Linked DNA regions of Sus scrofa: region 2 is linked to region 1. A link is a contact called in public Hi-C data. All regions are on one chromosome and are shown on one strand. Each heading gives the region's core, a stretch centred on a gene start, on an enhancer-like site or on the middle of the called end of the contact. The rest is flanking DNA. Distances are from core to core; before and after follow the strand shown. Region 1 holds the start of LOC110256036. Region 2 holds the start of ZNHIT3 (zinc finger HIT domain-containing protein 3).

Region 1 (7,153 bases), core at 2,637-5,136:
AAAGTCTGCATAAATAGAGCTCGGAAAAACCAGGCTTATCTCTCAGGATTGCCCAATGGGCAAGGTAAATATTTAGTCCCAGCCCTGGAATAGTGCCTGCTAAGTCTGTGCTATCATTCTGCCCTTTATTCATTCTGCTGCGTGCCCTGCTCAGTGCGGCCAGCCCTGCCCTGGCACTTCCATCCTCTGGCTCAGAGGGGATCCTCCAGTCCCCTTTCAGGATCTTGGTGGGGGTGAAGTCAGGGTGTGGGGAGCAGAGGCTGGGGAAGGCTTCTCAGAGGAGTCACTTCGAAGCCGGGTTTTGGCTGCTGTGTAGACCTCATGAGACAAGCCACAGGCAGGCAGGGGAGGGCCAGGGAGCACATTCCAAGTCTTAGAACGGCCCGTGTCCCCAACCTGTCCGATTGGCTCGGTGCTTTCTACATCCAAGCTTCCCTCTAAAAGAGGACTCCCTACGGACTTCCCGCCATGGCTTGGCGGGTTTTGAAACTGACTAGTATCCATGAACATGCAGGTTTGATCCCTGGCCTCGCTCAGTGGGTTGGGGATCCAGTGTTGCGGTGAGCTGTAGTGTAGATCACAGATGCGGCTCAGATCCCACGTTGCTGTGGCTGTGGCGTAGGCTGGCAGCTGTAGCTCTGATTCAACCCCTAGCCTGGGAACCTCCTGATGCTGCGGATGTGGCCCTAGAAAGACAAAACAAAACAAAACTGTTAAGAGAGGACTCCCTAGAAGCATTTTCAGGTCAGCAGCTCTCTGTTCAAGCAAGGACTCACTGGCTGGCAAGGGGCGAGCTCCTTTCCCTGGCTAAGCCTCAGTTTCCTTCCACAAGTGCTGCTAAGAGGGTAGTTTGAGCATCAGATTCTCTGGGTCCAAATCCTACTCTCCTTGCTAGCCCTGGGTCCCCGTGTCTTTCATCTCTTTGTCTGAGAGTGCAGAATATAGAAATGCCCACATCAGGAGTTCCCGTCATGGCGCAGTGGAAACGAACCCAACTAGGAACCATGAGGTTGCGAGTTCAATCCCTGGCTTTGCTCAGTGGGTTAAGGATCTGATGTTGCCATGGGCTGTGGTGTAGGTTGCAGACGCGGCTCGGATCTGGCGTGGCTGTGGCTGTGGTGTAGGATGGCAGCTACAGCTCTGATTCAACCCCTAGCCTGGGAACCTCCATATGCCTCGGGTGCAACCTTAAAAGGACAAGAAACCAAAAAACAAACAAACAAACCTGCCCATCTCAGAAGGACCAAGAGAGAGCATGTCAAATAGTTTCACCTGAGTAAACGCAAGCTGGTCTTATTAGCCTGTTATTTGTGCAGCGCGGGGCGTGGCAGTGCCTGCCCCAGAGAGTTCTTCTTAGCAGGCATTGGTTGTGAGTCTTCTTCGTGCTCTGCGCTGTCCGGACAGTTGAGTCCCCAGGCGTGGCTTCCTGGGGGGCCGATGGCGTTCAGTGGGCAGCATGTTTACTAAGGAGTTGCCTCCAGGTCCAGCACCTGTGGAAGGGGGGCTGCTGGAAGCAGGATTGAGAAGGATGAGAAGTGGAGCAGCCACATGAGTGCGGTGGTAACTTCCATGGGCGCCACCGTGAGCTCTGAAGCTGCAGCGGCCGTTTGGGGTTACCCTAAATGGGGCCCATACTTTAGTCCCCCTTCCCTGCCCCGTTGATCCGGCTTTGGCTGGGGGGCTGCAGAAAGGAGTGTGACTTTGGAGTTCCCATTGTGGTTCAGCAGTAACAAACCTTGAGGATGCAGGTTCGATCCCTGGCCTCCCTCAGTGGGTTAAGGATCCGGCATTGCTGTGAGCTGTGGTGTGGGTCACAGACGCGGCTTGGTTCCCAAGTTGCTTTCGCGGTGGCATAAGCTGGCAGCTGCAGCTCCAATTTGACCCCTAGCCTGGGCACTTCCAGATGCCACACATGCGACCCTAAAAAATAAGAAAAGAGAAAAGGAGTGTGACCTTGAGCAAAGGGGCTTCCTCTCCCTGGAGAGGCCAGCAGCTAAAGGTGTCTGTACTCTGGCAGCACCCAGAGCTGGGACCCGCTGCTGCCGATCCTTGCAGGGGACTCTGAGCTTGTGTCCACCGCAAGCAAGAAACCAAATGTGAAAATCCCCACAGTCCGGGAGCCGCTGTTCCAGTGGAAGTTGACAGTTCTAAAGGTCGCCAGCCGAATTAAACGCGACGAGGTGTAAAGTACTTAAACCAGGGCCTTGCGTAACAGATGAGGCCTGGGAATAGTGTTCTCGAAGGTAAACAGATCTGGGAGGTTACAAGGGGAAAGGTGTCTAATGTGAACCCAGGGGATGTGGCCAGCTACCGGCCTCCAGATCCTTCTCTGCCTGCACCCCAGGCTGTGAGCTGGACGGGCGTTCCCGCCCTGACGGTCCCGCTCCTCTTGAGTCTCTCAGTTTGTAAATAAAACCCTGGCATCGCGCCCCTTCAGACCGCACCCCCGAGACGGCAGCCAGGCGCTGCCTGAGGGCTCCCTTCCGCACGAGGTGGCTGGGATGATGGGTGGGAGCCCGGCTGCAGGAAGGGAGCCCTGGCACATCCAGCCTCAGGGAGGGGGGCTCGGGCCCAGACCAGGAGAGGAAGATAAAGCGATTTCCTTGGCACCAGCCTCTCCCAAGTCCCTGGAAAACAGTGGGGGGAAATCCATGGGCAGAAGGGCCTGTTCCAACGCCCTTCGGAAGCCAGCCCTCCCCACCGGGAGCCTGATAAACCAGAATCATCTATTCTGGAGGGAAACCCATTGACCAGCCCGCTAGCAGTTCCTGGAAGGTGTGGGCAGCTGGAGGGAGAGGGGGGATGGCCAGAGGGGGAAGGGGTGGTGGTCTCAGCCTCTGGGCCCTTCTTTGGTCCCCCCTTCTCCCTTGGCCTGTCTCCCTGGGGTAGGTGGGGTGCGGGTTAGGGTCATTAGACCTGGTAAACCAAATACACGACACCCAGTGCAATGTCAGTTTCAGATAAACAACACATGATCTTTCACTGTAAGCGCGCAGCTTGGAAGGGATGCACTTCTGTGTGTGTGTGTGTGAAAATGTAGTCGCCGTTTAGCCGCAACGCAAACGTACCTGGCAACCCTAGCTGGGTGCAGGCCAGGTCCTGGGGGAAGCCTGCAGCACATCCAGGACAGGAGAGGCCCACTGGCAATCAGCAGGTACGGAGCCTGTGCTGGAGAGCGGGGGACGTGGGCCCGTGAGACATCCCAGCCACTTGGGAAGAAGGAGGGGAAGGGCCAAGGAAGATGACATGGGAACCCCGTCCCCAGCCCAGTCCATCCCACAGCAGGAAAGCAGACACCCAGCCAGACCCCCCCCACACCAACAAGGCAGGGATGGGAGACAAACGGCAGCCTGGGCTTCCACTGGCCCCCTTGGTTCCTCCTGATGGCCTGGGTGATTCTAGGCCACGCTGGGCAAAGGTCAGACTGGGAAATCTGGCTGGGTGTTCTGTTCTGGGCATGGGTGGAGTGCTGGGGGGGGATGTCCCTGCGTGTCTGGCAGGGAGACGGCCCGTGGTGTGCGTGAGGGGGTGTGTCTCCCCCAGGGAGGAGCATCTCTGTAACCCCACCACGCAGGCCACTGACCCCAGAGGCAAACCAGCAAATGGCGCCTCTGGCTCCCACCCTCCGCCCACTAGTCCCTACCTCCATCCCCGAAAGCAGCCGGTGAAACGGGACCCCTGTCCCCAGCCCAGTCCATCCCACAGCAGGAAAGCGAACACCCAGACCCCTATACCCATCTGTAGGCCCCACGCATCCTTCAGTCCTCCCTCTCCTAGGGAAACTGCACAACTCAGATTGTGACTTGAGCCCATGAGCTGGGACCTTCACCCAGACTCAGACGTGAACCCATTGTTTTCAACTTTTTTTTTTTTTTTTTTTTTTTGGCTTTTGAGCGCTGCACCCATGGCATATGGAGGTTCCCAGGCTAAGGGTCGAATCAGAGCTGTAGCTGCCAGCCTGTGCCACAGCCACAGCAATGCCAGATCCAAGCTGCCTCTGCGACCTACACCACAGCTCACGGCAAGGCTGGATGCTTAATCCACTGAGATCCCGTGTTGTTGTGGCTGTGGTGTAGGCGGGCAGCTACAGCTCCAATCTGACCCCTAGCCTGGGAACTTCCATATGCTGCGGGTTTAGCCCTTTAAAAAGAAAAAAAAAGGAAAAGAAAAGAAAAATGACCAAAGTCCCCTCACTTATCTAGTCAGTAGGGAACAGGGACTCAAATCCATGTCTGTGCGGCTCTGGGGCCCCAGCTCACTGCCTGTGTTTTAGGTCTGGTCCTGCTGTACCTGAAGAGTCTGCTCTCCCATCAGGAGTCTTAGGGGATGAAGTTCCCGTCGTGGTGCAGTGGTTAACGAATCTGACTAGGAACCATGAGGTTGCAGGTTCGATCCCTGGCCTTGCTCAGTGGGTTAAGGATCCAGCGTTGCTGTGGCTCTGGCTAGATCCCTGGCCTGGGAACCTCCATGTGCCACGGGAGTGGCCCTAGAAAAGGCAAAAAGACAAAAAAAAAAAAAAAAAGAGTCTTAGGGGAAAGACACCGATGGGGATTTGCTCCCTGAATCCTCAGTCCCTGGCACAGAGGAAATAATACTGCAGCCAACACTTGGAATTTGAGTCCTCAGGCGGGAGCAGGGCTCTGAGGAAGGAATTGGCTTGTGACTTGTCTGTCCTGTCGCTCCCTCCAAAGGAAGCCCCTCCCTGGGTGCAGACCGGCCGGGACATGTCCTTGGTCCCTGGAGGAGATAATGCCTTTGTCCCTGTTCAGATAAATAAACAGAGCCACTAGACCTCGTGTGGTGCAAAGGTGCAGGAGCAGCGCCCCACCCACCGACGCAGGCCTGGCCTTCCTCTCAAGGTCACCAGGAGGAGCCTGAGGACAGTGAGGCCCAGTTTGCCAGAAGGGCCGAGCTTAGCCCATTTTGCAGGGGGGTAAAATGAGCCCCCCCCCCCCCCCCCAGCAGAGAAGCCACATCGCCATTCCTGCCAAATTACCTGCTTCCCTGCCTCTTCCCACCAGCCCCAACCCACATAGGGGCACAGAGCCTCAGGGTCACACGCCCCTGGGGTGCCATTCAAAATGCAGTCTCTGTACAGACACCCCCCGGAGCTGGGTGACACAGAAGCCTTTATACTTCCATGTGCACGTGTGCACGTCCACCACCACCACCCTCGACTCTGGGGCCCTCACAGGCCCTTCTGCTCTCCCCCCACCAACGCCCCCACTTCCCTTCCCCCCCACCCCTGTACTGTCAGATCAGAGCCACAGGAAGCAGGGCCAGCAAGTGTGCAAACTGAGAGCCAAGATGGGGAAGTTTATTTTCTAAGAATCATCTAAACACATGGGGAATATTTTTAGCCCCTGGCAACCTCCCAGATGCCAAATCTAAACAGGGGGCCAGTGGACCGTCCGTCCGTCAGGGATACAGAGCAGCACGTGGAGACAGGGTGGGACAGGGGGCTGCGGACCCCACCCTGCCCCTGGGTCAGAGGTCGGCTCCCTCTGATGACTGTCAAAGGAGAAAGCTGGCCGTGGAGCTGAGGAGGTGCAGAGAAGTGACCCCAGGTTCTGCCAGGCCCCAGAGCCCCTCTCTGGGTCTCGGCATCCTCATCCGTGCAACGAGAGAAACACCACCCTTATAGGATGGCCCCAGCGGGCACTCAACAACTGTGCATCATGGGACCTCAGAGAAGTCAGGAGGTGGCCCAGACCCTCAGCCATGGAGACTTCCCCAGGCCTGGCCAACTGCATGTGTGTACCCATTGCGGGCCCAATGCAGGAACCCAAGGGGTGTCAGAAGCGAATGGAAGTAGGAATGGGGGGAGTTCCCCTGGCGGTGCAGCAGGTAAAGGATCTGAGGTTGCAACTGCTGTGGACTGAGCTGAGTCAGGAGCCAGGTGGGGTGGGGCCCAAGGAGCTTAGAGCACCTGCTCCAGAGAGGTGGGTCTGTGTCGGGGGGCGGAATGGAAAGGATGAAATTCCTCAGAAGAGCAGGCTCTCAGAAACACAGCCCATCAGCCTTGCCCTCCAGGGTGCTGGGGCCAATTCCAGGGGTGTGACTGCCCGCTCCCGCTCAGCTCCTGCTCACGGGGTGACCTGCCAGCAGTGACCTTGCTGAGTTGTGCTAACAGCATCTGCACCAAGCCTCCAGGGGAGGGGAGGGCAGGCGGAATGCTGGGAGGAGGTCTGAGCCCTGGGCCCTGGACAAGCTGTGCCCATTCTGGCCCCCACTGGCCAGGTTCATTACCATGGGGTCAGAGGGATGGGGGAGGGTCGTGCGCCTTCTCCCTGGAGTTGTGGCGGCCAAGGTCTCCTCATCTCCAGCCAAGAGCTGGGATTTCCTGATTCTGCTGCCCCATTACTCACAGAATGTTACCTTGAGGGCAGCGGTGGGGACAGGGGTTGGGTGGAGTTGGGGGGGGGGCGTTCAAGATTCTGTGAGCCCCAAGCCTGGGAGGGGGAGGGGCTGGGGGCAGCCTAGATCTTAGATCCTCCCCCCAGGCTGCGTGGGAACCAACCGAAGAGAACAGGTTCTGGTCCACACAACCCCCTGCTGACACAAGCTGCCTGCTATTGCTATAGCAACGGGAATATCACCACCACCCCCCAACCCCCACGGCTGGCTGTGTGGTCACCAGGAAAGGGAGGGGGTGCTTATTCTTTGTCACAGAGGAAAAAGGGAGAGGGAGGCCTACGGGGGCGGGGGGGGGGGACACAGCCCTTCTCCCTCCCCCCAGGCTTAGCTGGGGCGGTCAGGGACTCAGAGGGAATCGGAGTGGGGGAAGGCTTTGGGGTCACCTCCTCCAACCAGCTCCCCTCCACAGACCCAACTGCAAGCCAGGGCTTCCCCTAGCCTGGTTCCCCATCTTCCTGTGGGAAGCTCATCACCTCCAGACGAGAAGCCTGTTAGGAGGCCCAGCTTCACCCGGCAAGGCCAGTTCTTGGCTTCCGCCCCGCTTCTCACACTTCTCCGAAACCCATCTCATGTTCCTCCCCAAATCCAGCCCTGTCCTGAACAGTGAGGTCTCAGAGCCTGGGGCCCCTCAACCCCTGGCTCCCAGGACCCAGGACCAACCTGTGAGACCCTTATTTCTTTCTCCCCTGGTTTTCTGGACCCTCCTCTCCGGATCTGCAGCCTCCGAGTCTCACTC
Region 2 (7,153 bases), core at 1,382-3,881, 55 kb after region 1:
TCAGCCCCATGCTCTCGACACTCATTCCCGCCACTTGGCGATGTTCGCTGTGCGGACTTACTCTTTCCTACATGGGGGTGGTGAGGCAATTTTGCCTCTCAAGCAAAGTCGGAAGCTAGCTGTGCTCCAGTCCAGGGCCGGTGCGTGCTGAGCCAGGGCCAATCTGGACCTGGAGCGCCCTCTGGCGGTGCCGGGCGCCGAGCCCGCGGCTCCACGCACATCACCAGGCATTGGCGTTGGGCGCCGGTCTGGCCCTTCGCGAATGTGCTGGACAGCGCCTGCCGGCAGCAGAGCTCTGCAACAAATCTGCCTTGATTATTACTGCACTTCTCTGCAGGTCTGGCCTGAAGCCTCAGGCTGACGCTGCGAAGGCATGAGGCAGCCTTAGACAGTCTCTAAGAGGGTATGTTGGGGGTCCAGGGAGAGCCAGGCCATGCCAGTGTGGACATCTAGTTCCTGGGCCTGGAATCATACCTGCCTTTCCTTGAACTAGTCACTGCCTAGAGGAGCTGTACCACGCTTCCTTTGCCTCTTGGTTTCCCCAATCTCATTGTCATCACAGCAGAGCCACATTTTTCTCTGGACTTTGGAGCAGGAGGGGTGTGGCTGTCCATGGAGGCTGGGGGTCACTCAGAATAGAAAGAAGAAGGAGTATTTTTTACTGAATGCAATGTGCATGAGAGGAACTCTAGGAATTTTCTTTTTGCTGGAGTCACCATCTCTGGACCCAAAGGTAGGAAGTCAGCATGGTATGGATGTGGGTGAAGTCTAGTTAAGCCTTTGAAAATCATGGAGAATTCCATGTCCTTAGCCTCCAAAGACAACTCACAGGACAAGTCTGGGGTGGCCAAAGTGATGTCCATGATGGGAGAATTTGTACTGGTGCCAGACAGGGCATGGGATTCAAGTGTGGCCTGGACAAGTCACTGACCTCTGGCCTTCCCTATTAAGCCTGGACTGGAATACTGGAATACTTCTGGTTCAAACCAGCAGTGGTCACAACTGTTGAGCCATAAAAAGAACCCTGCAGGTTTTTTGGTCAGTGTGGAAACACTGGATTTTGGCCTGAGTTCTTTATCTTTTTTTTATGTCCTTGCCCACAGCATCTGGAAGTTCCCAGGTAGGGATTGAATCTGCAACACAGTAGCAGTGACAACCTCAGGTCCTTAACCTGCTGAGCCACAGGGGAACTCCTGGCCCAAGTTCTATTTGGAGGCTGGAGGCAGGGGCAGCTGCCTGCTGGGGCAGGTGGGCAGCCAGAGGGGCCAATACCACTTCAGCACTGATGACTGGACAGCGTTCTTGGGACAATCTGGCAAAGCAAAAGGAGCGATGGATATTCAGTCACTCAAGCCCAACCCCAGCACGGCCCACTGAGGCTGACAGCTGAACTCTTTTGGAGGGGCCTGAGCTCAAGGATCCTGGCCTCCAGGGACTTGGGGCCTGGAACCTGCTCACATGGGGTCAGGACCAGAGGTCCAGGAGAGATACAGACCCTCAATATCACATAAATAACCTTTGCAGCACTTCAGATCACAAAGCCTTTTTACAGTCTCCTCTCTGCCTCATGACAGCTCAGGAAAGTAAGCCTTAACATCTAACAGATGGGGGATCTGAGATCGGGTAGCCAGTCTCTCTAAGTCACATAGCCAGGGAGGGGTTTGAGCTAAGATTTGAATGGCTACCTTGTTTGTGGCAGATTCATCCCTGCAGACTGTGACTGTGGTGTGAGCGTATAGTACTGAGATCCTTAGGGCTGATGGGTCAACGAAAGGGGGAGACTTTGGGGGGGGTGACTTATGGCGCTAAGAGGGCACCACACATGTGGGGTGAAACCCTGGTTAGGCTGGGCAATGCTCAGGGCTTTGAGGAGGAGCAGGGCTCCCAATAAAATGTGACTTTGCTTCTAAAGCCTGAGGTGTCACTCAAAGCCCACCACAGTTCACCTGTCTGGGCCAGGATCCCCACCTTTGGCTCAGAGGCCACTCACTTGTTCCCTGGCCAATCAGTCCCACCCAGGGATTCTCCTTCCTGCCTTCTCTCTAAGCCTTAAGCTTCCAGAGACTGTGGCTGCTAATCCACGGTGTCCGCAGCCCCGCTTGGGGGCAGTGAAGTGCTCACAATTGGAGCTCAATAAATATTTGTCATTGGCCAAGCCTCAACTTCCTTTTCTGTGAGAAAAATGGCTGAGAAGGGCACATGTGTGTCACATGATCTGAATCAGGTTTGGACTCCTCATTTGCTAAAGATAAGCAAATGAGATGTGTGGGGAGAACCTAATACCTGTGCAAGATCGAGAAAGTCTAAGCCAGAAGATAAGGGACAATTAGTCCCACGTATATTATTTATTTATTTATTTAAGTAGATTTATTTAAAGTAGATTTATTTATTTATTCAAGTAGAGAGTGACCATGATTTGCTCCGAGTTCCGCGGCCGCGTAGGGACAGGGTCAAGGCTACATAACAAGTTATTTGACGACATGACCTAATCAAGGAAAACCTTCCCAGAGCTTACAGGGCGCGCGTCGAGTGCATCGACTTTCAACTTCTCATGCCTGGAACAATGAGCAGGATCAATCCACTGCTTTTGACTGCCAGTAAGTGCTGCGCGCTGATTGGTCCTGGTTAAGGAAACGGAAGGAAGGGCGTGGACTTGGGACCGCGCGAGAAGCCGGCGCGCCGCGAAAGGAGAGGTTTCCGGGAGAGACCATGGCGTCGCTCAATTGCAGAACCGCTGTCTGCGTTATCTGTTTGGAGAAGCCTAAGTACCGTTGCCCCGTCTGCCGTGTGCCCTAGTGAGTTCCGAGGGTCATGAGCCTGGGGGACCGGCTGCGGGCGGAGGAGGATCCGCGCGGCCTTCAGGGCTAACGTGGCCTGTTGCTTTGTTTTCACAGCTGTTCCGTGATCTGTTTCCGGAAGCACAAAGGTAAGCGCCCCGCTCCCTCGTGTGTGGCCGCCTCCACGTTCCGCAGCTGTCTCGGGGACTTGGGCTCCCGGGGCCCCATTCCCGGACTCGCAACTCTCGAACCTGGGAGACCCCGCCCCGGGGCGGGGTATACCTCTGCCTGTGAATGCCTCTTCAAATTTTGAGCAGTCAAAATCCTTTCCTCTGCCCTGACTTTCCTTCTCCGTACCATCCTCTTTTAAAAATAGTCGACTGCTTTTGCCACAAAAGTATGTCCTAGCTTAGGGTTCTGACACAGCTCCGCACCGTTTATCAGAAGCTGGCTAAGGTTAATGACATTTTCTTTCGTGTAAATAATATCTTGATAGAATCGTTGAAGTAGACCAGTTTACAATAAGGAGCAATATTTTTGGCTTCAGTGTTATCAAGTATACATTTTAAATCTCTTCAATCCGGCGCCTCTTCTCAGTCCTCGGGAACCCTTTCCCACGATCTCTTTCTCGGTGACTTTTCTGTTAAAACTTCCTCATTGGTGATTTGCCCCTAGCTTCATCCCCTCCAGTCTCTGGTTTACAGCTGTGTGTTTCGGACACCACCCTTCCCCTCCCCATCCCTGCTTTGTTTTTTTAACCCTAATATCTCTGGAGCATTTTCAAAACGAACCTTTCAGCTGAAGATAGGAAAGAAGAATTGCTTTGCTGAAATACAGTTGAGGGGCTGGCTGGGTCTGGAATGCTCCCCTCTGGTCCAGGAGCCCAGTGAGGCTCCTCCAAGAACACAGGGCAATCAGGAGCTCTTAAATCTGTGGTCTGGCTGCTTCCTGGGTAATTTTTCTGAAATGCACATTTCAGCAGTTCACTCCTTTGGAGAAAACTCCTGTGTTTCTGGCAGTGGTTCTTTTTTTAAAAAAATTGAAGTATAGTTGATTTACAGTGTTTTAAATGTACAATGTGGAGTTCCTGTCGTGGCACAGCGAAAATGAATCTGACTAGGAACCATGAGGTTGCAGGTTCGATCCCTGGCCTTGTTCAGTGGGTTAAGGATCTGGTGTTGCCATGAGCTGTAGTGTAGGTTGCAGACGCGGCTTGGATCCTGTGTTGCTGTGGCTGTGGCATAGGCCGGCAGCTGTAGCTCCAATTCAACCCCTAGGCTGGGACCCTCCATACATACATACATACATAAATAAATGTACAGCAAAGTAATTGTTATACATACATAAATGTATATGTGAAAAAAAATACGCTTCTTCAGTTCTTCTGCATTATAGGTCATTACGAGATGACTATCGTTGCCTATGACATGTATATATATATATACACACACACACACACATACACATGCATATATATATATATGGTTGTTCATCTGTCTTATATATAGTAGTATGTTTCTTTTAATCCCAAATTACTAATTTATTCTCCCCACCACCACCTTTTCCCTTTGGTAACTCCCAAGTTTGTTTTCTATGTCTGAGTCTCTTTCTGTTTTGTAAATAACTTCAGTTGTATCATTTTTTTTAGAGTCTACATATGAGTGACAAATATTTTTTAGAGTCTACATATTTGTCTTTCTGTGACCGACTTCATTTAGTATGATAATCTCTCAGTCCATCCATGTTGCTGCAATATTTCATTCTTTTATGGTTGAATAATATTCCTCTGTGTGTGTACACACACACACATATCTATATGTCACATAGTCTTTATCCATTCGTGTATTTATGAACATTGGCTTGGCTATTGTAATAATGTGGCTGTGAACATTGCTGTGCGTGTCGCTTTTCAAATTTGAGTTTTTGTCTTTTCCATATTTATGCCCGGGAGTAGGATTGCTGGATCATATGGTAACTCAATTTTTAGTTTTTTAAGGAATCTTCATATTGAACCAGTTTACATTCCTACCAACATTAATAAGAGGGGAGTTCCCACTGTGGCGCAGTGGAAACGAACCCAATTAGTATCCATGAGGATGAGGGTTTGATCCCTAGCCTTGCTCAGTGCGTTGCTGTGAGCTGTGGTGTAGGTCGCAGACGTGGCTCAGATCTGGCGTGGCTTGTGGCTGTGGCTGTGGCGTAGGCCAGCAGCTGTAGCTCATTCATCCCCTAGCCTGGGAATTTCCATTTGCCGCAGGTGCGGCCCTAAAAAAAAAAAAAAAGGGATTCCTTTTCTCCACACCCTGTCCAACATTTACTGTTTGTGGAGTTTTTGATGGTCATTCTGACCAGTGTGAGCTGATATCTCATTGTAGTTTTGATTTGCATTTCTCTAAAAATTCGCGATGTTGAGCATCTTTTCACGTGCCTGTTGGCCATCTGTGTGTCTTCTTTGGAGCAGTGTCTATTTAGGTCTTTGGCAGTGGTTCTTAACCTGGGTATTGCTTGCTCTAGGGAGACAGGCGGTCACCATGTTTTTTCCTCCCAGTAGCTGAGGAGGGGATGGTGGTACTTCTAGTGATTGGTGTTGACTCACATTAAGCAGCCTGTGGTGTGAGGTTATTCCACCTGATTAAAGACCTTTCCATCCTGAATACAGTAGTGTCCTTGCCGAGAGACACCGGTCTGGAGAAGAAAGACCTGTGTGTGGCATTCTTTTGCTCAGCTTCCTCCTCTTGTGCCCCAGCAATCTGCCAGGACCGCCCTGCCCAGTAGCTGCCAGTTGCTCATCACCATCTCCCTGTGCCTGTCTCTGCTCTTTGAAGGGTCAGATCCAACGGTGAACCTTTCCTTCTGCCCGGGATGCTCTCTCCACCTGGCAGCACCTTCCCCTCTTATCGCTGCACGCTCTCAGGTGACTTGGATCAGACTTTCCTTATTTTGTCCATATCTCTGTCATCTGTGAGACTAAACCCCCTCTAAGGTGGGTCTGATGACTTTCATCAGTGTATTCCTAGTGGCACGTGATACATGCAAATTTGTTATGTAAGACCCCTGAGAACCTAGTGTGATGCTAATTGAAGTCAGTGTGCCTCTGAATTGAAATTGTGGTGAAAGCTCTGTGATTAGGTGGGGCACAAAGGGAGGATGAGGCCAGGCCCTAGGGGTGCAGGAGGCCTGCTTCCTCAGCCCTCCTGCCAGGCCCAGGCTTCTAGTGCCCCTTGATTGCCTCTCTCTCATCCTCTCCACCCATCCCACCCCCACCCCTTACTCATACTTAGGCTTCCACCCTAGATGCTGCCTTGCTGGGGTGGGCTGCAGCCCTGGCACTCAGGTGGAGCTGATGTGCACCCGAAATGTGTGTTTTTCAGAGCACTGCAACCCTGAAACTCGTCCTGTTGAGAAAAAAATAAGATCAGCTCTTACTACAAAAACTAAAGAGCCTGTGGAAAACAAAGGTGGGTTTATTGCATCCAAACAAACAAACCTAGAAAAGGTTTCAGAGAATATGTTGGAAAGAAAGGGGAAAGGAGATGGGCCGGGACCAGGAGTCAATCAAGAAATACCTCATTAGGTAGCAGCAGCTTCCTCAGCCCTGAGCACCAGGGGTGGGCACGGGGCAGCACTGGTGACACTATAGAGAGGCCTGCAGAAAATGCGGGCAGGAGGCAGAGGGGAGAAGGGCCATCCACAGCTGTGACTTGGGTGACCGGTGGACCCTGTTGGCAGGAGCCTCCTCCCTCCCTGGGCCTGGTTGGGGCTGTCAGTTCATCTGAGCGAGGCCCAGGTGGGGCGCTACCTTGGGTTCGATACCAAAGAGGTACTGAACATTCACAGCCAGGGGATGGCCCATTTCTGTCCTTTGACAAATCTCCTTGGGTTCAGAAATTTCTGCCCATGCTGAAAACCCAGGAATTGTGTCAGCAGGTTTTTACAGAGCACCTAGGTTTTTTTTTTTTTTTTTTTTGGCCCAGGACAGGGCTGGAGCCCCAGTGAGGGGAAGTAGGGTGATAAGAATTGAAAAATAAGGTTCTAAGCTCAGAGGCCACAGGGGAACACATGGAATAAGCATGTGAGCACGAGGATGTGTTTGTTAAACTCATCAGTTCCTGGCTTTCCTAAAAGAGGAGGGTTGGTACAGCCACAGAGTGCAGAGAGGAGGTTATGTTTGTCTGAACGTACTTGCACATCCGTGTCCCTATTGCACGTGTGCACACACATTTGTTTTCTCGCGGAGGAGTGGTTAAAATTGGGCGCCTGGGTTTCCTTTTCAGTCCTAAGCAGTGGATTGTGTCATTCCTCAGATGATGACGATGACTCTGTGGCTGATTTTCTCAATAGTGATGAGGAAGAGGACAGAGTTTCTTTGGAGAATT

Evidence for each region. Hi-C and Micro-C count contacts between places; a contact is called where the count stands out from the background.
Region 2: a contact with region 1 is called in a Hi-C map of liver, with 2.6 times the contacts expected there. The contact joins the promoter of ZNHIT3 here to the promoter of LOC110256036 in region 1. A contact is called at or near these places in 2 of 47 Hi-C or Micro-C datasets (embryonic fibroblasts and liver).

What each region holds. Positions count from the first base shown.
Region 1 is chr12:37,954,827-37,961,979 of Sscrofa11.1, forward strand. It overlaps LOC110256036, which reads right to left and starts at 3,887. Exons shown (of 2, transcript XM_021067307.1): 1 at 3,069-3,887; 2 at 1,155-1,507. The coding sequence starts at 3,649. The coding sequence ends at 1,354. All of the region lies in intron 1 of LOC110256037 (a long non-coding RNA gene), which reads left to right.
Region 2 is chr12:38,011,300-38,018,452 of Sscrofa11.1, forward strand. ZNHIT3 (zinc finger HIT domain-containing protein 3) reads left to right here and starts at 2,632. Exons shown (of 6, transcript XR_306538.3): 1 at 2,632-2,795; 2 at 2,895-2,926; 3 at 6,149-6,235; 4 at 7,052-7,153.